Linked DNA regions of Eptesicus fuscus: region 2 is linked to region 1. The links are chromatin contacts, called in public Hi-C maps. All regions are on one chromosome and are shown on one strand. Each heading gives the region's core, a stretch centred on a gene start, on an enhancer-like site or on the middle of the called end of the contact. The rest is flanking DNA. Distances are from core to core; before and after follow the strand shown. Region 1 holds the start of URAD (ureidoimidazoline (2-oxo-4-hydroxy-4-carboxy-5-) decarboxylase). Region 2 holds the start of GTF3A (general transcription factor IIIA).

Region 1 (2,907 bases), core at 68-2,567:
GACGTGCTTAAACTGAATTAAAATGAGTTTCTTACTTGGGAGCTGTTCATCTGACAATGAGAAATTACTACACAGATGTCAAAGCCCAGGGACTCACCCTGACTACTCTGTGTGTTGGCCTCATCATGGAAGAGAGGAGAGCATGAATTCTGCCTCCCGGCCCAGATCTCTGTGGAAGGGCCCCTGTGAAGGCAGCCCGTGCCCCCCTCCCCTCCCTTCAGCTCCTGGGCACGAAGTTTTATCTGGTAAAGTGAATGATTGGAGGCCTTGGGGCCAAAACTATCTCCACCTATTCTCAAACTTTAACTGGGTAAGAACCGGCTCGCTGGCATGGAGCCCTGTGTGGAATGCGAGTGGCCTAGGGGGCCCCTTTTGGTAGGCAGACCTGGCGCTGGGGATGACCTGAACGCCCAGTTAAGGCAACCCGATGCTTATGCTCATCAGACCCCAAAAAGGTGTTGGCCTCTCTGAAGAGTATCAAGACGGCCCCCTTGGCTTCTAAATCCGTCACTTGGGGTTTGCCTAAACCTTAGCATTTAATCCTACACCCTGAAGTGCCTCCTTTCTCTCCCTACCCAGTGGAAATCAACAATTTCTTTCCCTTTCTCCAGAGGAATTCATTCAGATTTTTGTCTTTTCTCCTTTACTTCCCTCCGGGAGAAGCTGATCTGAATGAGTTTACTTTCCTCAGCAATCCAGTCCAAACTGGCCCTTTCTGATAAAAATGTCAGCCATTTGCTCTTTCCCCTGAGCTCCTGAGATATTCTGATATCGACCTGTCTTCTCTCCTGCATTCAGGACATTCCCAGAGGGAGCACATTCAGCTGAAAGAGGGTAGGCCCGCAGCCTGACCTTCAGCCTCCGAGCCTCTGTGAGGCCCATCCTCTTCCTCATGACCTCAGAACTTTAATATTTAACAGCCACTTTACCTGAGCCAACATACATTCTTTCATCTGACTTTTGGCCTAACACCTTGCAAGTGTTTGACTCCCATTTACTAATTTTAAGGAAACTTAGTGACCCTTACAACAAAACTGGCTAAATAAATATATCAATTATAACCAACTAAACAGATCTAACCATGTTTTGATAAGAACAGTTGAAACCCCTTGTGGAGAATCCCCCGGTCTATGAAGCCTTACCTGACTGTGGCAGTGCATCAATAAAGGCAGAAAAGTGCTTTTCTAAATCTTCCAAGTCAGAGAATGGGCGCTGGGACCAAACAGCAGCTGCAATCAGAGGACATCTCTCAATGACATTCCCAAACACATCCACAAACTCTCCGAAGTCCATGGAGTTGACCTTCTCCATGTCCATCGCTGCAGGCAGCGGGACGTTGGCTCCCCTCTCGCGGAGTGGGTGATAGTGACTCTGCTCACGAGGTTGTACTTGCTGAATACACAAGCTTGTTTTTCATGCGACACCAGGTTGGCTTGTTTTCAGTGCTCGGGAGAAGCAGATCCAGAGGACTTGTGTAATGAGCAAACATAGGCCGAGGGTTCTAATCCAGGGAGTGAAGATCTCTGTGTGGCAAACATTTTCAAACTGCTCCCACCGTCAAAGGCAGGAGGGGCCATATTTCAGCATTTAAGCCACATACAGTTTTGGTGTCATTAACAGTTTAATGTCAACATTATCCCACGGAAGTTTTCCCTGAGAACCTCGAAGACAGGTCACAAGTCAACCCCCTGGGAATTTGATTTCCCACCTATTGTTGCTGTTGTGGCGGACAGGTAGTATATTTTGCTCTTTCTCTGTATCTCAAATGCTTAACGCAATAGGTATGTAGTACATGCTCATTAGACAGGGGACCTAGAACCGTGCCTGCGGTGGGCTGTCAATAAATCCCGGAGGGTGACTCAGTTGACCAAATAACCACATAGATTCATTTTCACCCTCATATCTTTCACAGATGCTGAAAACAAAAATACTGTGGGAAACAAAGTCCAAGAAAAGGAGAGGTCAGATTTTAAAAATAAAGATATTGCAATTTCCTGTTAGAATTAAAATGCAGCCTAGCCAGTTTGGCTCAGTGGTTGGAGCATCGGCCCGCAGACTGAAGGGTCACAGGTTCCATTCCGAACAAGGGCATGTACCTTGGTTGCAGGCTCAGTCCCGCTACACATTTGCTGCCATCTGAGTCAAGTTCAAAGAGAGAGCAACCATGTTAACAATAAATCACATTTGTCCCTGTGGTCTGTAAGGTGCAGGTGACAGTAGTACCCTGCCTCTACTGTGGCCTGTGACAATCTGTCAGCAGTTACAGATGTTGTCCTAACTCTGCAGATGTGCCCCAGGCCAGGACTCACCCTGACTACCTGGGCCAAAGTCATGACTGAAGAATGGACAGAGACCTCATCCCTTGAAAAGAAACTGATGAAATTTGTTTTGCAAAGGGGAAAATTTGGTGCCCAAAGTACCACATTTACCGATCTTGTCTTCAATATGAAGGAAGCTATAGAATATTAGCACTACCTGTCACCATCCTATGCATCCTCAGAGTGCCTGCTGCTGCCAGCCTGTGGCTAGGGTGGAGAGCATGGACCCAGGAGAGTTCTGATCTGCTCTGCCCCCACCATCTGACAGTTGGCAAGTCATTGAACTTTTCTGTATCTCAGTTTCTTTGTCTGTAAAATAAAGATCATCATAGTATTTACCTAATAGAATTTTTACAAAGGTTAAGTAAATTAATATACCAAGGTGCTTAAAACGGCTCCTTGGCATAGCACTACCTAGGTGTTGGCTAATACAACATTTCCTATTACAATCTCTTTGTTGGACTAACCTCAGAATTTTCTTTCTTTTTCCTTCTGCCTCCAGAGTCACATAGTCTTTTCCTTTTCCTTGCCCCCGAGGTTTTGCCACAGACCCGGTTAACAGCCTAGTATCCATTTTGTCCCCTTCTGC
Region 2 (2,907 bases), core at 145-2,644, 610 kb before region 1:
TGGGAAGGCTTCCCTGACTTAGGGGGTGTCTGTTACCCTAAGACATAACAACCTGACTCCCTGTCAAAGCACCGACCTCACTAACCTGTGAGCTCCCCGAGGCCAAGGACTGCCCTTATTTTGTTCACTATTGTACCCCCAGTGCAGAGCACAATAGCAGGTGCTGAAGACACACTGGTTAGATATGTGAATTAATGGCCAGGGCTGGGAGAGAAGGAGAGCACTTTAAGAAGCACCGAGGCCTGTCACCTGTCACCTTTCTGCTCACCCTGCACGCCCCCTCGGTGGAGGCGGGCACAGTAAAGGAGCCGGTGGAAATGAAGAGGTGCCCCCTACAGCCTGGAAGACGGCTTCAACACACCCCATGGGCGTCAGCCACTTCCACAGCCACAGGGATGGCACCTGTGTCCTTGACAGCGTTGCGTCTTTGGGTTTCTTCCACGGCTGCACTTTTGAGGGTCTTCAAGGCTTTGAGGAAAGCATCAATGGCCTCATTTCCTCCTCCCCAAGTCAGAGAGGAGGGCACGGCCAACACCACGCCATAGTTGGTCATGAGGACACGGGGTCCCAGAGCCAACTGGAAAAGAATGTGGTGGAGGGGAAGGCACCTAGACCATGCTTTGGAAATGCCCAGGGTTACTGTTCTGAAGGTCTTAGAGTAAGGCCTAGTTGGTATGGCCTGAACAAACCCAGGTCTAGCATAACTAGCTCTGACTCGTCTACCATCCACCCATACTTGGAGGTAGACTCTATCATCCTCGCTTTGCTGACGAGGAAATGGAGGCGGAGAGGCCGGGTGGCTTGCTCTAGGCCACAAGGCTGTGCCTGACTCAGAGCCCATGCTGTTCCCCCGCCGGCTGCCTCTCAGTCATGCTGGTGCACCTGTCTGGGTTCCACTTGACCTTGTGGCCCCAAAAGAAGACTTGGTGTGAGGGAGACGTGGGAAGAGGAACAGCCGCCCACGAGAAGGAGCACTCGCCTCGCCAGGGGTGGGATGAGTTCTGACAAAGCAGACACGCGGGTGGCCCGGCACTGGGTGAAGTCTTGGTCAGAGGGGAGAATTTTGCAGCCAGGAAGGCAGGACAGGCGCCCCTGTCACAGGCCAAGGACGGTGTGTGCCTGGCTCCTCCCCTGCACGGAAACAAGGAGCGAAGGAATGATTTGAGTAAGAAGCACATGGCTTCAATTATTACAAGCAGAAGCGATAAAATAGACACTCAGCTGAGTTATCAAGAGACAAAGAGGCAAAAACCCAATTTAGGAGATGACGCCAAACGGAATAAACGTGAAGTAATCGGAAGGCTGAGTATGAGCCATCATACAGGGAAACCGTAACTTACCTTGGTTAAAAAATGAACGGAAGGTAAACAGAGGCTGCTTACTGGCCGGGGAGATGGAATGGTTTCCCAGCGGTGTCTTCAGTCAGGGACTGTGGCTTCAGCGTCACGCATTCAGTATTTACCGAGAGCCCTTGGCGCTGCGTGTCCCGGTGCTCGAGCGCCAGTGGCCTGCGGTGCGTGCCTTAGACCCCGGCGCCGCTGGGCTGGCTGACAGCCAGTCTTGCCTCCAGGGAGGCTTAGAAGGAGGCGTGGGCAAGGCATCTCCAACAGGAAGATGTGAATGTGGGAGGCAGGGCCCCAACCGTTTGAGGACAGTGTCACAAAGGTGTCCCGTGGCCCCGTGGGACCCCGGGGTGAACGGAGGAAAGCGCCAACGCCATGAGAGCTTCCCAAACACGGGGGTTTGTGCGGCCGGGATCCCGGAGACCGCAGTGCAGATCCGCCTAAAAGCCCACGGTGCTCCACGTCCGAGGGCGTGTTCTGGGTTGAGGGGGGGGGGGGGGGTTTGTGATGCACAGTTCTCTTCACTCCTCAGTCTGCAGCCTCCGAGAGAGCTAGCTGTGCGCCGGGGCAGGGCTGGAAAGCTGGTTCCCAGGGAGAAGCGCCGTCTGGAGTGCTTTACGCACACGGTCTCTGCGGGCGTTCAGTACCTTAGTCTCACAGGGGACAATGCCGGGGCCAAGCATCGCACCTCTTTCCCCCTCCCCTCCTGCAAGCCTCCCGTTAGGAGCGGGAAGGGCTGATTTCCAGGCTCCCGATCCTCCTCCCTCCTTGTCCTGGGGAGAAACTGGCGAAGTGACCGGGCGCTGGGGCTGTGGAGGGAGGAGGGGCACCACAGGACACAAGACAGCGTGAAAAGGAAATAAAAGTTTCATGTTCTTTGAAAAGAAAAGGCAAAAGCCTGTTTCAGAAGCTTCCTTTCCCTCCAGGAAAAGGAGTGAAGGGTTCCTGACTCCATTCCTGCCGCGTTGGGACCCAGCCCCACTTTTTGAGTCTACAGCGCCCCCTGGTGGCATCACTCACACCCAGTCATTCGCGTTGCCGCAGCCCACATGACCACTAGGTGCTCTCTTTAACCGGAATCTGACCATAATTCTAAACTAAACACAGTATCTAATGCACTCCCGCCATAGTAAACCACTCCCCACCCTGGCAAAATTATGCTCATTTCTGTCCTAATAAAACTTTCATCTTGAACAAAGCATTCTCTTCTGAGGGGGAAGTTCCGTTACAACAAAGTGAATTCGAGACACACGCTCTCCTGTCTGGTAGGGAAGTGCCTATTTCTCAATCGAAAAAAGTCGTCCTCCAGGCTGACACCTGCACAAGCAGCCGGCTGCTCTCAACGCACCCTGCCTCCTGCTGTTCCCGATCCAGGGCCAGCCTGCTCTCCCTCCACGTCCTGCCTTTGGTCTGCCTCCCGCCAGGCCCTCCCCAGAATAGTCTCCCCCTTGCTGGCTGGCTCCCCATAGTCCCTGCAAGCTGCACCTAAACGCCACCAATCTAAGGGCAGCCTCCCCACAGAGTCCTCTCCATGATGAAATCACCACGACACACGTTTCATCCT

Evidence for each region. A called contact is a pair of places that touch in the nucleus more often than the background predicts.
Region 2: a Hi-C map of liver shows a contact between it and region 1, with 10 times the contacts expected there. The contact joins the promoter of GTF3A here to the promoter of URAD in region 1. A contact is called at or near these places in 2 of 2 Hi-C or Micro-C datasets (liver and muscle).

Annotation. Positions count from the first base shown.
Region 1 is chr7:10,891,349-10,894,255 of DD_ASM_mEF_20220401, reverse strand. URAD (ureidoimidazoline (2-oxo-4-hydroxy-4-carboxy-5-) decarboxylase) reads right to left here and starts at 1,317. Exons shown (of 2, transcript XM_054719705.1): 1 at 1,143-1,317. The coding sequence starts at 1,317.
Region 2 is chr7:11,502,636-11,505,542 of DD_ASM_mEF_20220401, reverse strand. It overlaps GTF3A (general transcription factor IIIA), which reads left to right and starts at 1,394. Exons shown (of 10, transcript XM_008153391.3): 1 at 1,394-1,796. The coding sequence starts at 1,394.